2 separate regions of the Gasterosteus aculeatus genome follow, and region 1 is linked to region 2. Evidence: chromatin contacts called from public Hi-C data. All regions are on one chromosome and are shown on one strand. Each heading gives the region's core, a stretch centred on a gene start, on an enhancer-like site or on the middle of the called end of the contact. The rest is flanking DNA. Distances are from core to core; before and after follow the strand shown. Region 1 overlaps cpeb3 (cytoplasmic polyadenylation element binding protein 3). Region 2 overlaps marchf5 (membrane-associated ring finger (C3HC4) 5).

The links. A called contact is a pair of places that touch in the nucleus more often than the background predicts.
Region 1: a Hi-C map of skeletal muscle shows a contact between it and region 2, with 3 times the contacts expected there. The contact joins two enhancer-like sites. A contact is called at or near these places in 3 of 6 Hi-C or Micro-C datasets (skeletal muscle and tail fin).

Annotation. Positions count from the first base shown.
Region 1 is chr6:5,242,149-5,247,803 of fGasAcu3.hap1.1, forward strand. The region is part of intron 7 of cpeb3 (cytoplasmic polyadenylation element binding protein 3); the gene reads left to right. Among protein-coding and RNA genes, the nearest start is that of marchf5, 23 kb to the left of the region's middle. Within about 2 kb of position 3,468, at least 4 of the 9 cell types and tissues checked have open chromatin away from gene starts, as enhancers often do.
Region 2 is chr6:5,200,465-5,206,684 of fGasAcu3.hap1.1, forward strand. marchf5 (membrane-associated ring finger (C3HC4) 5) reads right to left here. Exons shown (of 6, transcript XM_040178102.2): 3 at 5,484-5,614; 4 at 5,106-5,289; 5 at 4,446-4,612; 6 at 1,940-3,394. The coding sequence ends at 3,278. Among protein-coding and RNA genes, the nearest start is that of cpeb3, 18 kb to the right of the region's middle. Within about 2 kb of position 4,412, at least 3 of the 9 cell types and tissues checked have open chromatin away from gene starts, as enhancers often do.

The DNA of each region.
Region 1 (5,655 bases), core at 2,218-4,717, 41 kb after region 2:
GGCGGTTTGCACATCTGCACGTGTGTTTGTGAGTGTGTGCTACAGTCGAAACGACTGCGTGGCGGCGGAATTACAGATGGGAAATACTTGCCAAGGGGTCGGCCTCTCCCCGTGTTAAACGTCCCGACGAGCTCGGCCCGGACGGAAGACGGTTGTCACTTTCCATTCTGCTTCACATTAGATGTGTGTCTGTGCAGTTACCAAAGCATTTTGGTTTATGGGTGACTCATATCGTGGCTTAGTCCCACTTCGGGAGCAGGCGAGGACGCGTGGACAGAGAACCATGGAGGGAGTAGGAATGGGGATTAGCTAACTTTCCCCAATGCAATACAATGCATACAAAGACATTGAAGGTCTAAAGGGAAGAGTTATATTTTGGGGGGCTTTTAACTTTTAATGAATTGGCTCATTCTCACATCTCTTATTAAGCTTGTTTCCAGTTGCAGCGTGCAGATGCTTTCAGCATAAAAGCTCTGGTGTACTTACTGTATACTGCTGTGTACTACCTGACCCGCATCTAATAACAGAAAGTCCGCAACTAACCAGGGAACGCAGCAGAGCATTAAATTGCTAAAGAGCCTAATATTTCTTTCAGGATATGGTGAAGACCAAAACTGAGCTAAAAGAAATAATGCACTTGTGGTCAGAAACCTAAAATGAATACTCATGATATATTGTGTCTGCTGGTGTGTAAGCAGGCAACTTTCCCCTGTAGCATTTATGAGAAGATTAGCAGCCTGATCCAATGGCCCCAAGTGATAACAAAGTATTTAACGCCGCTTTAAATTATACCAGGGAACAATATGAAATGGCGCTTCCCTGCCCTTTTGAAGTGCATTTAAAAAAAGAGGCCTGACAAGATATGGTCAATTTGCTCCCCACACCCTCCCTGTTGCCAATGAGCTTAAAATGTGATGGAGCTATTTCTCTCTGTGATCGGGGGGGAGAGGAGGGGGTGTCATTCCGCCGCAGCCTGGGAGCTATAAACTGCTACGAATGCTAATGCCCACGTCATGCTGTAATAACAGTGGTTCGGTTGAAGGCATCAGAAGGTTAAGACTGAAGATTGCTTTTGACCCCTGCCTGCAATATTAGATGTTGTCGTAGGGCCTAAATTTCCTTCATGTAACAAGAATGAAGCAAAGTCCTGGCTGCAGTGGCAGCGGATCAGTGTATTGCATCTTACTGCAATACTGCGGCCTCAATTTTTACGCAGGGATTATATCCAGTGAGTAAATTGTTATTTTTTTTAATTGATATGATTTGTGACAGTCGATTTCTCTACTCTGACTGCTTTCCAATTGCTCCAGAGCCTCGAGGGCCTGTTTGTTATTAGGAAAGCAGATGTTTGTGTCTCCCTACATCCATCCTCCCAAGCCACCTTATCCTTCTGCTGACAGCATTCGGTCTATTTACATTTTGTGGCAGACAGCCCCCTGCCGATTTCTCTCCACCTCACGCTCGGTTGGCTTCATCCATCATCTACGCCATCCGTGAAACCTCCTTTTTGGAGGTTTTGCTCTCTTGCCTCCATCCAGGTTTCTCTGACAGTGAGTGGCGGATTTGTTTCAAACACGTACACGGACAAACATGTCTGTGTATCTATAGATACAAATGAAAGTGGGGAAAAGACACACTTAGATTTCAATGCCGCTATTAAATCCAGAGAGATGCACATTGTGTCTATTCTTTGTGGGTTGGATTTTAACAAAGTCAACACAACATCCAGTTAATGAGGTAATGGAGAGAATTGGGTAGCAATGTGGTACGTGGATGAAGTGAAGTACCAGCTAGCATTAGGCAGCTAGCAATGCATTGCTTTCACCCAGCGGGGTATTTCTAGACCATCAAGACCATGTGGGTTCATTTGCCCGGTGTTGCTCTGCTTTGAACTCTGAAACCTCGTATCTGTGGAAAGTGCTTAAAGGGATCATTTACGTGCATTCCTCTCATTTACGTAAGTTGGCCGAGCGGATCGATGCCACTCATGTCTTTACAGTAAATAATCTACCGTCAGCAGCAAATTAGCTTAGCATAAAGACTGAAAACAACGGAAAAGCTAGCGATCTCTAACATGTCAATTAGTGAGGTTTTGAGGAACTGTTAACCAGATGTTGTTGCCTCTGGACGTAGCCATACTTCTTTTCCCTGTATCCAATCTTAATGCTATGCTAAGCTAGCTGGTTTCAAATTTAAAATCCAAAATAAAAAGGGTCTAGAGAGTGAACATGTTATCCCCAACATGTCAAACTATTCCATTAAAGGTAAAATGCGTAATGCATAGTATTATATCTGCATGGTTAGTATGAAGCTACCATCGTCAGCTGGTTAGCTTAGCATAAAGACGGGAAATGTTGTAACAGCTTGCTAACTATAGGGATACAATTTACTGAGCTTTATAAGAACTGATAACAGTCATTTCCTTTGAACAGAGACGGGCCACAGTTGTTTCCCCTGTTTCAAGGCGGCCAACTATGCTAAGCTAGCTTCATATTGAAAATATGGAACAAAAGTATCTCTTCTGTTTCCAAAAATGTCACACTATTCCATTGATGAATAAAGCCTAGCGTAATGCTATTGGTAGGTATGCCACAGAAATTGCACTTAGGGTCTTTATTAGTCCACAGATTGATGTTGAGGGGACCGTCTCTCCCCTCACGAGTCAAGCGGCTGGTCCCCCGGGACAGGACCGATTTCTGTAAGTCGGCGGTTTGTCTTCGTAACCCGCAAGGCACTCTGTTTGACTCCAAACAGCGCTCTTAGGCCGGAAAATGCCGCGGGTGTATGTATTCCCTTCCTCCCCGGACAGCGCTGGGAGCTCAGGAGCAAAGCCCAATAAATCTCGGGCACGAGCCACTGCAGATCTGCGCCTTTCTCCTGCGGTGTAAGCCTCTGCACTGCGCAAAGCTGATGGAAAAAGACAGATCCGCAGCACATTTCAGACTAAATATGAGAGCATTAAAGCGACATTAGAGCCTAGTGGAATCTGGCCCGTGTTTGTTCTACTATGTGACCACGGGGAGTTTCAGTGTCATTCAGGCTATTGATTGTGATGGGGCAAAAGTAGAGGATGGGGGACATTATGTTGTCAAAAATTGAACTGTAATGCAGTTTCTTTTAAACTGAGAGGGCTAGTTCTGGGATTGTAAAAGTATGTTTTGTCTTTAATCTTTATTAAAGACATTAGGTCTGCCTTAAAGTAAGGCGTCTTATAAATGTCCTCGGGATGCCATAGAAGTGAACACGGGGCCTTTTTGTTTCTTTCACAGTGAAACCCATTGCAGCTCATGGAAAAGACTCGTCTCCTGCTCCTCGTGCCCTCCTGTGTGTTTTCACACTCGTTCACCTTCCTTCTATCCTTCTCGGCCTACTTTTTTCTCACTTTTCTCCCCTATCTTTCCGTTTGTCTCACTCCTCTCCCCCTCCTTTCCTTCCCCCTGCTCTCCCTCTCCCTCTCTCTCTCCTGCCCTGGGTCACGGAACACGTTGTTCCCTCCTCCAGACTGCATGAGCTGCTGGCTAGCGCTGCCTTTTCATGCTCTATGTCGTTGTTGGGTGTGTGTGCAAGACTGCAGTTGTTTTTCTCGAGGGGGGGGGGGGGGTCTGTGCTAAACCACGTGATTTCTCCCGATGACAAACCCCCCCTTTATATAACCCAGCGACACAGAGACAGGGGTCTTATGTCGTGTGATGACGCGGCGCAGAGAGAACGATGACGAAGCACAAAATCCTCCAAGTCGAGTCTAATTGTGTGTTGTTGTTGTTTTTTGTGGCTGGTCCAGAGGGGATGTGGCTCTGCGTTGACCGATCACAATAATACTGATATTAAGCGAGTCACTTGAAGCAATTAGTTTGGCATCGTGCACATGTAATGTCTTGCCCATCGTGGTCCAGCTCGTTACCAGGGAAGAGATTGCAGCCCCGCAGGGGTTTATCAGCCGAGGTCATTTGACTCTACAAGGCTGATGAATGCAACGGCTAAAAACGTTTAATTAGTATCCGCAAACTATTACTCAACAGTGTGTATGCTAAACATCTGATATTAATCCCAAAGGGACACGTAGATGGTTATTGTGTTGCCATCACGAACCTGCTTCTGCGTTCCCACAGCCTTTTCTTTTGTTACTATTGTTGTTGCCTTTATTTTAATACTTTTTTATCCTCTTGTTGCCACATGAATTGACATGGGTGGCCCTGTGAGGCACCGAGCAGGCTATAAAATGAGGTAATTACGGTGATCAGTTTTTATTTCACGCTGTAAATACCTTTATTTCTTAGTTATGTTGGCACTAAATTAAATGAATATCCCGTGCAGAGCTGTGGATGTGTGGCTCGAGCTGAGCACATTCTTGAGTTCAGTTTGGCTACGCAAACAAATATTTTTGCTTTTTTCCGCAGCCAGAAGTCCTTTAGCTGTACATTCTCCCAGAGCCAAAACCACAATATTTTTCTTTTACTATCCACCAATTATTATTGTATCCACTAATAAATTAACTGAATATCTAAGATCTAATCCAATGAAGTCGTCAGGTCGTGACAATGACGCTTCATGTGCTGCACTGTGACGCAAATGTCAGGAAGACGCTCGTCACCTCGCTGGGAGTGACGTAGGGGACACGCGCCACTCACGCCTGCTTGTTTTCCACTCCACCTTTTTAATGCTCAATGCATTTTGTCCACAGCCCAGCAGCGCATGCCCCCATCCCTCCTTTCCCTCCTCTGCCCGACATTGAAGCCTGACAGTTGCACATTGCTCTTTGCACTGGTGTGCATTTGTCTGCATCAGAGCGTCAGAGTGCGAGACGGGCTTCTCAAGGGGAACATGTGACTGTAGTAGTCTAGAGAGAGGCTGCTACAGACGAAGATGTGAGACCGAGTAAACTCTGGGCCTGCATGCATAATTGCCTCCACTTATGCGTGCTTCTAAGTCCCACTTGCTCCGCTCTGGCGGCAGCTCATATTCCCCTGACTCATGGGTGCCACAGGTGGTGCTTGGCTTCTGCTAACACTCCCACAGCAATGCACTCAAAATTTAAAACCCACAGAAAGACGCCTGTAAGCATTACCATATGCTGCTTTTTCACGGTTACATATATTCATATATAAACACATTCACCTTTTGTCTGGTAAGGCCAAGTATCTGGTTATTATTAACTCCTTTCTCGGTGTACAACAGATGTAGGAGTGTGTGATGGATGTACCCTTTTTTTTTTTTCCCAAAACGGCTTAATAGCTCCGACCTCGGATAAGGTCTCTGCTCTCAACGCTAAATAATTCAATAGCACCGAGTGTCTGCATTGCCCTCACCCCGAGCAAAGACATCACCAAACTCTCTACCTGAGCCCACTCTCGGGGGGCAGATACGCGAGGCTGGGTCGATTTTGCACGGTTCCTTTGGAAGTGGAGCACTCTTAGCCATTTAATCTGAGGCAGCGCCGACAGCGAGGTGCCGGCTGCAGAGCGTCTTGCGCAGGCGGCCGAGGCAAATGAGGACAGAGGGAAGCAAAGTTATCTGAAACTGTGAATAATTCTACCCAAAAAAGAATGTTTGGGGGCTCGGTCACGAGGTTGCTACTTTTAAAAGTAGAAAGAAAACAAAAATTGCATAGGATAAAGTTGTTCACAGGGTATGTTTTACATATATTTAGTATCATTT
Region 2 (6,220 bases), core at 3,162-5,661:
ATTCATCAAGAATGATGTGAAGCATAAATTAAAGCTCATTGTGAGCAGATCAATCAACATGTAACCAGCTCTTGAACCTTCAATAACAACTTTATTTAAACAGACCTGTTAAATGGCCAAAGTCAGGGTTCAATGTTCATGGTTTTTTTTGCCTCGATAAGGAAAGTGGGTCAGAAAGTCAATACCAGTTTCCCCCGAAACTTTTGTTTATGTAAATCAGTCTGCCAGAAAATAGGTCATCCGTCTCAGAGGAAGTAAAGCTAAATATTCTGTCCGTGGTGTGGGATTTTTGTATTTGTATTTTCAAATATTTTACCTGTCAGTTCAGCCTTTTCATTATTATACTTCCACCGTTTCAAGGCCTCAGAGACCCTCACAAGCAACCATTTACCTGCAGACGTCAGTGAGACCAGGTCTCCGGCTGCAGGGGGGGACATCGGACCCTTGTGTCCCAGAACCGTGACCTGTTGACGTACCAACCAGCACGGTCGACTTGTTCCAGTGACTCCAAAGAAAACGAATTTGCATTTTTGAAAAGTAGTGCTGACCTGTGCAAAGTACAAATACTAGACGAAAGATTAAGAAATCGATTAGCTCGTAAACTTTAAGGTCTCTGTCCCTTAAAACTACAACACATCTCACCTGCTGAACGGCACATTGAAGAAATGTGAAAAACAAAACAATGAGTCACTTATGCTACCTGATCACACTGTTTATTGATTTGTTCAATATTTACTGATCAATAGTTAGTTTGTAAAACACGCATACGTGTGCGTATCCAGCGCTTAACTTTTTGTTTCAGCCTTATTCCAAAATGGATTAGATAAATTTTCCACAATTCTACACATAACACCCGATAATGAGGTGAAGAGTTTTGGGGACATTTTTGAAAATCTATTAAAAATAATGAAAACATAACATGTACATTAGTATTCACAGCCGTTGCCACTTAGATTGAGCTCGGCTGCATCCTCCACTGATCCCCTTGAGATGTTCCTACAACCTGATTGGACGTGATTCAGAAGGATCCACAAGGGACACTGCATGCAGCGCACAAACCAAGCCGTGACGTCCAAGGACTTGTCTGTAGACCTGCGGTGTGGTAGAGTCTGCAGGAAACCAGGCTCTGGACATCACGTGGCCCCCGCCAGCCCCACAGTGAGGCATGGTGGGGATGTTCTTCAGCAGGAGGATTGAGGGGAAAGATGAATGCAGCAACATACAGCGACATCCTCGATGCAACGAGCAGACGCACGCAGCAAAGTGCCCCGAAACACGCAGCATCATACTGAGGAGACTGATTGCTGCCGAAGGTGCTTAAAGTATTCAGCAACAGCTGTACGTTATATTTTCGCTCATTATCGTTCAAATAACTTCCCGACTGTTACTCCATAGAAGTTTGCTTTGGTTCTTAATGTAAGTTAGACATTGACAATGTATTTTAAACAGTCCACACAACACTTACATTTAAACATGCAGGACTTTTAAAATAATAGTACATGATGTACAAACTATCAGCCATACGTTCATTCAGTTAAACATAAATATAAGAGGTTAGTATAAATAATGTTACCAACAATTATAGAAAAAATATATAAGTAATAAGTAAATATATTCAAATATTTTGTTGACCAACAAAGTGATGATTTGTTAACCATCCTAACTGAAGACCTGATGTGAGCTCATGAAGATTAAACAGAATAAACATCCCTTCCTAAAAATGTAATTTATTTTGTAAAACCCCAAATTACCAATTGGCCTCAGAGGGCTTTACAGTCTACACGTCGTAGTGGTGGTAGGAATCTCCTCTGCAGCTCGAGACCCCGACTTGTTGTACAAGAGTGTCGGCATTTTGTTCTGATTAATTACTGAAGGGAACAGCGCATGTGTGCGTTTAAATGCGACACTCCCTCCCGGCAAGATCGACACATGCACGTCGTCATTGGAAAAATACATTTATTCACACAAGTCACAGCTTAACCTCTGAGGCGCAGACGCAGCGTCTCTTCTGGCCGAGCAGAGCAGTGAATCTACGTGGGAGGGTTGAAGGACACCGGCAAAGCCGCCACAGTATCTGTGTATATATTTATATACGTTTACATATATATCAATGTCGAATGATTATTTTGTGACTCCGAGTCAGAAAACAAAGTTTGGCCGCCATTCTCCGCTTTAACATTGACATCACGCAGTGCCGTGTTCACACGATCCTCACATGTAGTATTGTATTTTTCCAGGTTTTAGGATTTCCATTGCTACCCCAATACTTTTATTTTGTACGGTCATAATAAATTGGGTCCGTTAACATTATTATTCATTGCGTTTGTTCTACTGAAGAGATGTTGGAAATTACGTAAAACTTTGTAAAAGCCATTGAGGTGTGAGCGCCGCCCGGCCGCTGCTCCCCAGTCACCAGCGCCGCAGGTCCCACTATGTCGGACCCGAGCCGCACTTCACCCGGCAGCCCATCATCACACGCCTGGGGGGGGGAGAAGAACTAAAGCACCGTGCTTTATGGGCCAGCGTCTCAGTGGAGATGGAAATAAAGCTACGACAATCAATGCAACGCTGCCAAGGCGCGTGAACCACAGAGCAGCTGCAGGGTCCAGGTGGTCCTCTGGGGGGGCCGTGCGAGTCCTTTACAGCGGCATTCTGCTGGATCCTCATTCGCTAAATATGAGACGAGGTTTGTCTGAATGCTTCCTGGTGGTGCTGAATGTTTTGCGTCACCACTCATGAATACATTCTACACTCTGCTAACATTGGTGAAGGGGACTCTTTCAAATATGCAAAACAATGTTATAAAACAGTTATGTATTATTATAAAACTAATTACACATGCTTTCTTAAAAATACAGGTTCACAATGACTTCAATATATGGTAGTTGTTGTTGTAGCCCCCCCTCCCTCCAGACACAGAGCCTTGTTGTGTGTGTGTGTGTGTGTGTGTGTGTGTACACTGACTGCAAAACATGCTCCGGTCTGTGTCAACAAGTCTTATCAGTCTTCCCCTCACAAAAGCATCAGGAGATTGAAAACAATGTGGGGGAGGTGGGGGCGACCAGACCCACCATACGCCTCCGTCTGGGGGGGGGGGGGGGGGGGGGGGGCGGCGGCGGCGCTTCGAACGAATGTCCACAACGGTGCTCTGACTCCGTGCACCATCCAGGAAGGGTGATTTGTGGGGGAGGCACGTGGTGTGTGAGGGTGACACCGATCATAAGTCTGTCTCATCAGCACATCCCGCTCTTTAGTCCGTCCGTCCCGCGGCGCCTCCTCAGGCGTCCTCCGGCTCGGGGAAGTCGAGGATCTTGCGGTGGGCTTGTCTCATGTACTGCTGCTGTTTGAAGTAAACCTTAAACGCCCCCTTGATGGCTACAAAGGCGATCCCCCCCTGCAGGAGAACACAGACACGAGTTAGGGGAGACGACTGATAAGGTAGCAGAGTCCACCAACTGTACCAGCCGCCATCAACAAGTTCAACCCAACATGCCCCCCCCCCCCCCCCCCCCTCTTCCCCCTTTGAGTTCCCTTTAACACTTCCAATGAGCATATTTTACAAGAAAAATGTTCTAATTTTCTCTCAAAACATGATTAACTATTAATTATCATTCTCACCTAAAGAAAAGAAACAAAGGCCCATTATTAACATTTCAGGGAAGTTGGTCCGTGTGCAAATCGACTCACACAAAAATAGACCAGTCACATGAGGAAACTGAAACGGACTCATACTTTGAATGAGACCCAAAGCGAAACATGAACTCAATGAGTCCTCTGACACGCCATGTGCACGATGGGGAGCGCTGGCCAGGTCCCACACGTATGATGACATCATTCAAACAGCACAGGAACAGACAAAAGGATGTACTGATAAAGCCACGAGATACAATCCAATCCGCCAGCAGAATTGGATCAAATGTTTAATTCATATTATTGGCCTTTAGTTAACGTCGTATAAAAACTTGTTTTCGGCGCCGTGTGCAGTAACCTTCTGAACCCTCTTAGTCACCGTGAGTCAGCTGACTCCATGAGGTCGCTGTTCCTTTCCAACCACAACCAATATGACCACTGTAATGGTGGTACGATTATTAAAACGACGATGATTTACATTAAATTCATTGTAAATATTTGTCACGTTAATAATAAAATCCTAGAGAGAAAGAAACCAACTCATTAAATGCTGTAAACACATTTTAACAACCTGCAAGTGTCCTTAATATTTGCTGCTGTCGGTCAAAAACGACAAAAAGTCGTGTTCCTCTAATAGCTTCTCACCACGGCCGCTTCTTCCTCCTTCCTGTAAAGGGGAAACTGCTGCAGCACTCAGCTTTCAGTCCGCAGCAGCAGAAGAGGACAGAGTGTTCTACGGGCACCGCTCTGTGAGGGAGGGGCGTCACCCCCCCTCTAGACTTCGACCATGTGATTCTGTGCGTGCTGGTACCCACCAGGATGGTCCTCTGCAGGTTGGAGTTGACGCTGCTGAACATGAGCTTCCCCACGATGGTGGCGATGGTGGGGAAGACCAGCGCGCCGCACAGGATCCGCGTGGCCGACACGTGGTCCGCCAGGGGGCTGGCCTCCGCCGGGATGCGAGGAACCGGGCAGCCGATCCCTGCAGAGACGCACGCGTTGGGGGGAGACAGAGAGAGAGAGACGCAGGGGGCCTGCTGAGAACGTGCACACGCGCAGCTGGTGTGTCGAGCCTCACGTCCGGTGTGAGCGTGTGTTTATTCGTCTCTGGTGAAATGACGACGAACCAGGGGCGGCCCGCGTGGCGAATGAGCAGGTGGCGATGTGTGAATGAGGCACCTCATCACACACAGCGGTGTTGCTGCGTCACCAGCAGCCTGCGTCCTGTGTCCCAAACTGCTTTTGGATCATTGGCCGTGGCAAGTCTGACTCATCGGTGGGATCAACACAATAATAATATTGACAATCTATTGCCATAAAATGCTCATTTGAAACTGACAAAAAGTTGTATGAATCTTGTTCATTTCCCAATTACCCAGCAGTGGAAGGAGGCAGTTCTGCTGCTGGAACGTTACATCCACAACGCTTGACTCAGCTAAACAGCTGTGTGTGTGTGTGTGTGTGTGTGTGCTGACCTGGGAAGATGCTGCTGAGGATCTGCAGCTTGTTGGAGTATTTCCTCCACAGGCGCAGGACGTAGTCCTCCCAGCGGATCATCTTGCCGAGGATCAGCATGACGGGGATGGTGGGCAGGCCGATGAGCAGGAACAGGGGGTCGGCCCGCTCCATGACGTCCAGGCCCTCCTTGTGGCCCACCACCTGGAGGGCGGGGGGGAGGGTCAGGACGGAGCACTTTCACTCACGCATAAGAACGAGTCAAACAACGGAAGACACAGAGGAGCGGCACCACACCTGAACGCAGGCGGCGTATCGGCAGGTTTACTAACCGTCCATTCATTCAGGTCACCGCGTTAACCGACGGGCCTCATAAACCAAAAGCAAACGGCTCCCACCTGCATGACGGTGACGGCTCCGTAGGTGACTGCGGTCCAGTAGATGGAGCCCACCATGATGCCGGCGGCGGCGAAGGGGCCGGCCTTAGAGATGAGGCGGTCGGCAAGGTCCAGAGCGTAAACCACGGGGCCTGCAGGGGGGGGGGGGAGGAGACACGGCTCAGAGTGAGGCCCACGCACACCACCGCTCTTAAAGAAGTTCTTCCTAGCCAGCGTTTCCCCTGCTGTTACATTAGGGGACGTTTCATGTTCGATATACACATTGGATCCAACTCAAACAACAACAAAAACTATACATCATCTGTCAACAATCCTGACCTCCATCCCTGAGGTCGGCTCTGAGGTGTTAAAGCGGCAGTCAGTGCTCTGCTGTCAAACACTAGAAGGCTGCTTAGATGTCCAGCCGCGTTATGAATGCAGCGCCTCATGACTGTAATCTGGCTCACAGTATATAAATGCAGCGTACAATCCCCCCCCCCCCCTTCCTACCGTCACTTAGCGTGATTGATTTAAACAATGAAAGGACCCTGAGCGTGACGGCTTAAGCTCGCCGTTCTCCAGCCGAGCCACAGCGCTCCTACATGTTTCTACTGAGCAGTGGATCTCTATTGGTGTCACATGTTTGTCGTTAAACACATTTTTGCAGCATTTCGACAACGTGTGACGGACTGCTGATGATTTCCCTTTTTTCCATTTTAATCCCACCGAATCAGAGCAGAAAGATTTAGGTAAATCCA